2 separate regions of the Mus musculus genome follow, and region 1 is linked to region 2. The links are chromatin contacts, called in public Micro-C maps. All regions are on one chromosome and are shown on one strand. The core of a region is the stretch at or near the end of the contact, and the rest is flanking DNA. Distances in the headings are between cores, read along the strand shown. Region 1 overlaps Hdac5 (histone deacetylase 5). Region 2 has its middle 6.7 kb from the start of Nags.

Evidence for each region. Hi-C and Micro-C count contacts between places; a contact is called where the count stands out from the background.
Region 1: a Micro-C map of the G1E-ER4 cell line shows a contact between it and region 2, with 2.2 times the contacts expected there. The contact joins two enhancer-like sites. A contact is called at or near these places in 14 of 39 promoter capture datasets (the C10 cell line, the HPC-7 cell line, cranial neural crest and 8 more), 3 of 15 datasets of contacts at CTCF or cohesin (the G1E-ER4 cell line, large pre-B cells and pro-B cells), 12 of 484 Hi-C or Micro-C datasets (CD8 T cells, the G1E-ER4 cell line, the HL-1 cell line and 6 more), 8 of 115 datasets of contacts at active chromatin or transcription factors (embryonic stem cells, extraembryonic endoderm stem cells, fetal liver and 3 more) and 3 of 9 other capture datasets (adipose tissue, liver and pancreatic islet).

Annotation. Positions count from the first base shown.
Region 1 is chr11:102,216,371-102,221,078 of GRCm38.p6, forward strand. It overlaps Hdac5 (histone deacetylase 5), which reads right to left. Exons shown (of 27, transcript NM_010412.3): 3 at 2,046-2,117. Among named protein-coding and RNA genes, the nearest start is that of Mir8101, 11 kb to the right of the region's middle. Within about 2 kb of position 3,146, at least 213 of the 459 cell types and tissues checked have an H3K27ac peak or open chromatin away from gene starts, as enhancers often do. A contact at or near this core is called in the G1E-ER4 cell line and pancreatic islet, where this site is marked.
Region 2 is chr11:102,136,307-102,141,287 of GRCm38.p6, forward strand. No RefSeq gene overlaps it. Among named protein-coding and RNA genes, the nearest start is that of Nags, 6.7 kb to the right of the region's middle. Within about 2 kb of position 1,980, at least 25 of the 459 cell types and tissues checked have an H3K27ac peak or open chromatin away from gene starts, as enhancers often do. A contact at or near this core is called in the G1E-ER4 cell line and pancreatic islet, where this site is marked.

The DNA of each region.
Region 1 (4,708 bases), core at 1,896-4,395, 81 kb after region 2:
CTGCTGCTACAAGGGACAGAGAGGCAGGATCTTGGAAGGCCCCTTGGGCTGGGACACCAGCAACACCATCCGAGAAAGCACCCCTGGAAACCGGCTTTGTCAGCTGTAGGCTTCTGTCTCTCGTCTGGAGACTGCTCAAGAAATTGGAGGGAGAGGGTGTGTGGTGAAGGGAAAAGGGACTGCAGGGAAACACCAGGCTTCTGGGCCCTCATGGCCATGTTTATCTAGGGAGGATTTTTTTTTTAACCCAAAGGTTAAAGTGTTTCTATTTGAAACGACTATTTACATTCCAGAGTCCAAAAAAAAAAAAAAAAAAAAAAAGGCAGCCAAGCTCCAGGCCTATATCTGTCCCCAGCCGCGTCACAGACACGGCATCAGAACTGTTCAGGGGAACATTCTTAGCCCTCTCCCTGAGCTGCTAGGGTGACTCACACCTCCCTCCTGCCAGCAGGGACTGCGCCACACTCAGAAGGCCAGGTTGGAAGGGGGGGGGGGGGGGAGTTGGAGATCTAGAGAGAAGGATTGGCTGGGGTATATCCAGGGATAGAAGAACACGGTCCCAAACTTTCAGGGTTTCTAGGGTCTGAACCAAAGAAGAGTAAACAAGAGGGAACTTGGGGCCAACTGGCAGCTCAGTGCAGAGTGGGTGACCAGCTAGAAGCCACCCTAGGCGATGCTCCTCAGACATTCCTTAACCTCCCAGGAGACCACGTGAATATGCAGAAGCCACTGAGGGTTGAGGACAGGGGCTATAGCTCCATTAGTCCTGAGCAAGCAGCAGCCTTTTGGGCTCCATCCCAGGGATTTGGTAAGCACACTGCAGGGCTGGTCTCCACGACTATGCCCTATCCTAGGATATTGAACGGACATCCCTATCCACGTCCGAGCTGACAGCAAATCACGTTCCAAGGATTTTCCAAACCTTCCCAAAACATTCTTCTGACTCGGCGCAATCCTACTCAAGTCTTAGCCCTGGACAGCAGAGAGCCAAATCACAGGTACCCACCAGAGAGAGATACAGCTTCCACCTTCTAATTGAAACCTTCAGATCCACACCCATGTATCCAGAGTCAAGAACTCTAGCGCGCGCGCACACACACACACACACACACACACACACACACACACACACACACATATTCTCTCTCTCGAAAGTACCAAGCCAGCCACTGCCAGGAGGGACCAAGCAGGCATGGGTCCAGCAGGCCCCTCCCTGGAGGAAGCATCTTGTGGTGCCAGCCTGGTGGCAACAGGTTCCTGGGAGTGACAGAAGGAGTGGCCAGCTCTGGGGGGACCCCACCCCCTACCAAGGATCAATAAAAAGCTCCCCCAGGGAAGGTGGGCAGGTCTAGGAATCCTCGAGCTGAGGTTAGGGGGGGAGGTCTTTAAGCCCACCTGTGGTCAAAATAACACATCCCTTATCCTCAGAAAGTGGGAAGAAACCACAGCCCAGGGAAGGAAGAGCTAGGAGGTAACTAGGAACTAAGCCAAAATCCTTAAACACCCCAGCTGCTAGTCTCTGCTCAACCCTATCCCAACAAGGCTCTTCCTAAGAGTCCATTCTCAGAAGCCTCCTGACCAAAAACTTGCCAAAGTCACTACCAGGTCAAAGCAAGCCACAGAGGCTCGGATTCTGACTCCTGCAGGTACTCCAGGCACAACTTCTTCCTCTGCTCAATTGTGGGGAGAGCAGGCAGCCTGAGACAGGTCACTGACCCACTTCCTCCCCCTCTGACCATGGTCCAACTAGGCCAGAATCCTCTAGGAAGCCCTAGCCCCTAGCAGCTGAGGCTGACCCTGCTGAAGGCAGAGGCACTGGAGGGATGAGGCGGAGGGTGGCTAGGAGGCACCGTGAAAGGACAGCCCTGGGCAAGGAAGGAAGGGAGGCTGCCTTAGAAGCACAGCTCTTCCAGTCCACGGATGTTCAACAAAACCCTCAAAGGCTGAAGCAGGACCCCGATGGAGGAAGACTCACAGTGAGGTGCTCAAACCAGGCGCCAGGATGCCCAAGAGCTGAGGGCAGGTGGGGACACGCAGCCACTTACCTGCCACAGGGATGCTGTGCAGAGGAGTCCGTGGCAGGATTTCCAAGGATGGTTCCCGGCCTGACATGCCATCTGCTGAGAAACAGGACTCGGTCTCATAGATGGTCTGCAGCATCTCCACAAGCCCCTGTGCCTTGGGCACCAGCAGCATGCCAGGGAGGGGCCGCCCGAGGCGGAAGCCGGTGAGGGAAAAGGTGGTCAGCGGGGCCAGCTGGCTGCTCAAGGACTCCCTCAGGCCACTGCCGCTGGGACCCACGAGGCAAGGAGGCACCTCATCCGGCCTGGGCGCGCTCCGGAGGCAGCAGACGCAGGGAGGCTAATGAGGCTGAAGGGCCTGCTCTCCGCTCCAGGAGCGTGGACCAAAGTCTGTCCAAAGGTTCCAGGAGTTGGGCTATGGCTGGGTGCTCAGGGGACAGGAAGGGGAGCTCAGTGGGCAGGCAGGCTCTCTCTGTGTTCCCTCCCAGAGCCACCGGTGACAGCTCTGGGCTTGGCTCCCTGCTCCTCCTCCCCGAATGAGCCGCCGGCAGCTGGCAGGAGACTGAAATAGCAGTTGGGGGAGGGCCCTGTCTATAAATAGGTGGAGCATGCTCAGGGAGCCGCCGGCTGGCTGCCAGGAGCCCAGGCCTGGCGGAGGCCCCATGGGGGGAGGCGCGTTCCACCCCAGGAGGAAGCGCCAGTCAAGGGGGAGGGGGGCAAGGGAGGCCTGCACTCAGGGCCAAGGCCACAGACCTGGGTGGCCAGTGGCTGGACTAGAGAAGGGTGCAGGCAGAGGACCCATGCATCTGGGGTCAGCTTTGGCCACTGCTGGGGGCAAACAACGGACTGGACACCAAGCAGCCAGCCTGGATCTTCTCTCTTCCCCCTTTCTGTGCAGAGCGAGGACAGGAATCAGAAAGACTAGGGAGAGGTGACAGACACCCAACCACCTGGTCTAACCTCGCACCTCCTCCTTACAGCCTGTGGAGTTTGTGTAACTTCTGCCTTCCCACAGAGCTGGGAGATGCCTTTTACTATCAGGGAGACCCTAAATAGCAGTGGGGTGGCAGCTCTCCCACCCATTCTGCAGTGCTCCCTCTGGCACTCGGCCTCTTCCCAGGGACCAGAGAGATTTTTCTGGGTTGGCTCTGCCCAGCCCAGGCAGGGGACTGGACAGCACCTGCCCATTCTCGGCTCAATCAATGCTTTCCTGGCAGCGTCCCCAGCTGAGGGCACCACAAGCCGCAAACATTGCCTTCGTGCTAACAACGACCACCAGCAAGAGGCCAAGATGGGGAAACCGAGGTACAGTACAGCGAGACGGAAGTCACTCTCCTCACAGAGCTGCTCACGTGATAGGGACCAGAGGTCTGAAGCACTGACCACCATAACTCATGGGCAGACTATGCACATCTGCCCCAGGTACAGGACCTCCAGCGCCCAAACAGGAAGACTTGGGGTTGGAGGCCCTCCAGCAGCTGTTAGCACCCTGGCCTGGCAGAGTAGCCTCAGCTCTCCACCTTCCTGGGCCATGGGGGTCACTGTACCATCAAAACTGGTGCCACTGCCAGTGTCACCTACTGTTGACCCCCCTTCTTCCCGAGTTGTGCCTCCCACTGATAGAGAGATCCCACTTGGCCCCCTGACCTCACTGCAGCCTTTTAATAGACCGGTTATTCCTGGGTCTGTAGGCTCCTCCCCCTTTCGTGACGTCACAGTTACTATTTTGGACCCCTCCTGGCCCCTCCTTGCCCCCCACTCCAGGCACAGAGCCAGGGACACCTGTCCTCTCTCTGGACTGGATGACCTCACCCTCCTGTCAGGAGCCTGGGAGAAGCAGTCCAACCAAGGACATGGTGGCTGTGACTCCAGAAACTCATCTTCCAAGTTTCTGCCAGGACTCCACCGGGGCCTCCTCCCTCAGGTTGGAAAACACACACAAGGGTGGTGGTGGTAGAGGCAAGCTTTCCCAAGCATGGTGAGATGCAGCCGATGCTGGGGTTCGGGGATTTGTTCCCCAGTGGTAGACCAGGAACTAAAGTGGGAGGAGGCTAAAGCTACAGCCAAGACAGATTCTAGATGGAAAGGCAGAAGACCTGTGCAATCTAGGAGCTTGGTACTGGAAACCATTGCCTGTCTACCGTCCCTCCTCCAGCTGCATCCAGATCAACTAGGTCTCTCAAGAAGAGAAGGGAAGACCAGAGGCTCTACCAGTGACAGTCCCAGCCAGACACAAGGGAGCCCAGAAGGCCGTGGGCAGCGGCCCCTCCCAGACGAGGCTCCACCCACCCACGCTGGGAACAACCAGAAGGGCTGGCTAGCCCTGTCCTGGCACACTCTTACCTGCCCCAGGCCCAGAAGAGAGTCAAGGAAGACCTGCTCAGGGGAGAAGAGCAGCTAGGACAAATTGAAAGCAAAGCGCCTGAGACCCTAGATTAGCCTGATGTCAAAAGAGGTCTCCCTTTTTTGTTGTTGTTGTTTTGAGACAGAGTCCTATTCTGTAGCCAAGGCTAGCCTTGAACACACAACTATTCTCCTGACTCAGCCTTTCCGCTGCTGAGACTACAGGTTTAAGCTATTAAACTTGGTAAAGAGGATTCCTCACAATTCTTTTGAGGACACAGGCACTCAAAGGCCAGGGCTCAGTGAGAACAACTGGCGCTATCATGACTTCTACTCTTTCCCAA
Region 2 (4,981 bases), core at 730-3,229:
CAGAGACGGAGAGAGCTTACAGCTTGTAGGAGTCAGTTTACCTTCCACTAGGCAGGCCCTGGAGGTCACTCTCAGGCTGCCAGGCTCAGCAACAGTCTTTACCCACTGAGCCATGTCACTAGCTCCAAGTAGTCAACTTTGAATCCTTCATGCTTCAAAGCCAATGCATTATTATTGGATCATCCATGCAATGACCTGCCCATCACCTAAAACAGTCCCAGGAAAGAGACAGGGTAAGGAGTGGGTACCCTACACCCCGCTCCTACATCAGTCAGGAGAGATGGGGCAGGATGATGACGAGCAGGCACTGTCCAAAACGGCCAGCCCTACTAATTCAGGTAGATTAAACGCCAGCTTGGTACCCAGCATGCCTGGAGACCCAGGTAGATTAGAGTCAGATGTGGGGCAGGACGGCTCAGCTGGTAAACACACAAGATGCCATGCCTGAGGACCTGAGTTTGATCCGCAAGATCCACTTGGAGGAAAGAGAGAGCTGACAAGCAAAGTTGTCTTCTGACTGCACAAGTTCTGTGGCATGCACGTGTGTGTGTGTGTGTGTGTGTGTGTGTGTGTGTGTGTGTGTGTGTGTGTAGAGGAAATTAATAGATGTAACAAAGTCTACTTTAACAGTTAAATGGAAAAATAAGTCAAACCATGGAAAAATAATAAGAAAAAAAATCCAGCTGTTTTGGGAAGAGATCTTGACAAGAGTCACAGGAGAAACCACAGAGAGAGGCTGAGGGCCTGGTGCACTAGAGGAAGAGCTGGAATTTGCTGCTGTCAGCCAGGCACGCCGAGCCTCTACTGATTCAGTTGTTCATGACCCTGAAAAAAAAAAGATGAAGATAATATCTGTTCATTTGTAGACAGAATCTCATGTAGTCCAGGCTAGCTCAAATTCAATACATAGTAAAGGGTGACCTTGAACTCCTGACCCTTCAGGTTTTACCGCCAAAAGCTCAGATTACATGGTTAGACCATAAAGCCCACCTAGTAAGACTCTTTTTCCTCTCATCCTTTGTTTTCAAGTTGTTTTTTAATTTGTTTATTTTTTTTCCTTCTTTCTTTTTTTCTTTTTGATTTTTTGTTTGTTTGTTTGTTTTGTTTTCCAGACAGGGTTTCTCTGTGTAGCCCTGGCTGTCCTAGAACTCATTCTGTAGACCAGGCTGGCCTGGAACTCACAGAGATCTGCATGACTCTGCTGTGGGATTAAAGGTGTGTAACACCATGCCTGGCCCTTATTTTTACTTTTTTTTTTTAAGGATTTATTTATTATTATAAATAAGTACACTGTAGCTGTTTTCAGATGCACCAGAAGAGGGCGTCAGATCTCATTATGGGTGGTTGTGAACCACCCTGTGGTTGCTGGGATTTGAACTCAGGTCCTTTGGAAGAGCAGTCAGTGCTCTTACCCATTGAGCCATCTCACCATCCCCTTTATTTTTACTTTTAATTACATTATCTATTTGTGTGCATCAGTGTATGCGCACGTCACAGAGTCCCTGTGGAGGTCAGAGAACATTTTGAGGAAGTCGGCTCTTTGCTTCCACTGTGCGTATTCTGGTCAGCCATTTGGCAGCAAGGGCTTCTACCCACTGAGCCATCTCACTGGCTTGAGATGATGTGGGGATTTTTGTTGCTCGTTGCTTGCTTGGTTTTAAAGTGCAGAAGAAGAAACTGAAGAGCGTTGCCAGGATGTGGCCAGCCCAAGCTACAGAGCAAGACCCTGTTTCAATTTTTAAGAAATTTCATGAAATAAAAAGAAGAACGTCGAAGGAAACAGATCAAATGCAATACATTTGTAGACTGTAAGTTTTGTTTAACCAAGTTTCAAGTTTTCCAGGAATTTTCCTAAATTACTTTTATAACAAAAATGTATTTTATTTTTAAAAAGTAAGTAACCCTATTGTAACCACCCCAGCGGCCCACCTTGGGTTTCTACACCATCTGCTCTCAAGCGCCAACTTCCCAAACTCCTGCAGTGGTTCTCCAAGTTGCTTTCAGGGCGCCCCATCCCCTGGCCACCACACCATACCCCACCGCAGCCCACTCCACACAAGTCATCACTCAGGTCCCCTTCTGGGCTAAGATCTGACATGGTGCCCAGAAAAATAATAAGGAGGGCTCCATCTTCTAGGCTCTGACTCCTAATACAGGCGGGGTGGCAAGCTCGAGCACTAGTGGCCCGGGGTCCCGCCAGCCCCCCTTGAGGGTTCCCTCCGCGGATTCAGCACTGCGCTCCTGAACGAGAAAGCGCCACGTCCTCGGACGGAGCTGCGAGTCGGCGTCCCCCTCTGGTGGCCACTACTTGTAACTACATGTAATACATTTAGTGCGTTCTCAAGTAGCAGACACTGAATATTCATTTTAAGGACATGGTCATAAACCCTGACACTCCGCAGGCCTTCCCTTCACACGTTCATTTCCCACAGAAACTTCCGAAACACCCACTAATTGACCATCTGTAACATTGTAACACAGAGACATACATGAATTTACCCACAGGAGCTAACTGTGTTGAACAAGAGACATTGTCTCAAAAATAAGGTAGAAGGTGAGAACCAATATCCAAGGTTATCCTGACCCCACACAAATGCCACAGCACTAATGTGCCCAAACTCGTACATATAACACACACAGCCAAACACACCCCACATTTCAGCCATGACTTATAGCTTCTTTAGGAGTTCCAAGCCTACGGTTGTTCGAGGCCCTTCCCCTATCCTGGCTCTCTGGCTTCCCCGGCCCTCTGGAAGTCACTAGTGGGTGAATTCAAGGGCTCTTCTCAGTCACTGGGGTATTCACACTGTGGACTGTTCCTGCTTGAGATGTTCCAACCATGAATTCTGAGTGATCCTGGGGTAACTCTGGCATACTTCCAACTCCTGGTCTACCACGGGCTCATGTTTCTACAGTCCCTCGTGGCAGCTGATACCCACTCTAGGGACACATTAAATGTGTATCCTCTGTTACATGAAGTGAGCTTCAACTGTCAAACCCCAGGGACCTTTCCAGATAGATCCGCTCTCTTAAATGGCAGGCCTCATTTCCGACCACCTTCTAGAAAACACCTCACCAACATGTGTCTGAATCCAGCCTCCTAGGGACTCTTTAATGATAATGCCTGCTTCAAGGAATCAGTGGGAAGACTGGTATTGCACAGGACTGAATTGATACTGTGCTTGCCCAGCAAACCTGAAATACTGTGGCCCTCGTCCCTAGTACCCCATGCTGAAGCTAGGTGCAATACACTTTACAACCTTTTTTATTTTTTATTTTTTGGTAGGGCGTGTTCAAGACAGGGTTTCGGGGGGAAGGGGGTGCTGGAGAGATGGCTCAGCGGTTAAGACCACTGGCTGCTCTTCCAGAGGTCCTGAGTTCGATTCCCAGAAACCACATGGTGGCTCACAACCACCTGTAATGTGATCTAATGCCCACTTCTGGTGTGTCTGAAGACAGAGTTCTCATATAAATAAAATAAGTCTTTAATTAAACAGGGTTTCTCTGTGTAGCCCTGGCTATCTTGGAACTCACTGGGTAGACCAGGCTGGCCTCATACTCATTGAGAGCCGCCTGCCTCTGCCTCATAAGTTCGGGGATTAAAGGCTTGTGCCACCAATGCTCAGCACACCGAGTCTTAGCCTTTGGCAGGTGAAGGCAGGAGGTAAGAAGTAAGATGGTTCAGTGACTAAAGGCACTCACCACCAAGCTAAAGACCTGAGTTGGAGCCCCAGGATTAGCAGGGTAGAAGGAGCTGACTCCAGGCTGGGCTTGTGTGTGCACAACCTGACTGTGTGTGCTATGGTACTCATGGGCATGCATGCACAAACACATAACAAGTACAGAAATATAAAAGAAGCAAACATGGCTACACTGGATTCCATGAGACTCTGTCAAATAAAAGAAGCAAAGGGAATGCCGGGCGCGGTGGCGCACGCCTTTAATCCCAGCACTTGGGAGGCAGGGGCAGGTGGATTTCTGAGTTCGAGGCCAGCCTGGTCTACAGAGTGAGTTCCAGGACAGCCAGGGCTACACAGAGGAAAACAAAAAATAAAAAACAAAAAGCAAAACAAAACAGAAGCAAAGGGAAAAAGAAAGAAACAAAACAAATAAGAAACGAAAAGAAAGCAAACACCTGGCAAATGTTTCAAATAGTGCCCAGGGGAGTTCCCTACTGTTTTCCAGACAACAGATTTTTCTTAAGTTCCCAGATCCTCAGATTCTCTCCTTCCTCTTTCCACCCCCATCCTCATCTTTCTCATCTTCTTCTTCCCACCCTCCTTCTAACCATCAAAAAGTCTCAAAACTGAAGGTCAGTGCCACTTCTGATAATCTATCATTCCACAAAACCCCAGGGTAATAGGGGAAAACAACGCATTTAGCACCCCCTGCTGGAATACAGCGGTAGAACACTTGGAAGTGAAATTGATTAAACCGTTCTTTGCATGTGTGTATGAGAGGCCTTGAGGAAGTTTATGTGTGCCTTGGACATGCAGAAGCCTGCACAGTATGCGCTTTTAGCGGCTGTCCTGTCTCTCCAGTCCCCTGGCACTGGCATTCTTTTTTTTTTTTAGATTTATTTTTTATTTGTTTACTTTTGTGTATGAGTGCTCAGCTACATGCACAGAAGAGGGCATCAGATCCCATTACAGATGATTGTGAGCCACCATGTGGTTGCTGGGAATTGAACTCAGGACCTCTGGAAGAACAGCCAGTGCTCTTAACCACTGAGCCGTTTCTCCAACCCCCGAAACTGAAATTCTTAAGTCCAAAAGCTCATTTGGTTTTTCACTGCTCATGTGTTAGGTATTTGCGTTCAGAATTTACATGAATATTTTACCAGCACTTGTGAAGCTTAAGCAGGAGTATCAAACACCTCAAAACAAGCAAACAAACAAACAAGCAAACACTTCAAAACAGCCTGGGATACACATCAACACCCTGCCTCCAAAAAAATGTTTTTTATATATTTATGGCTTGG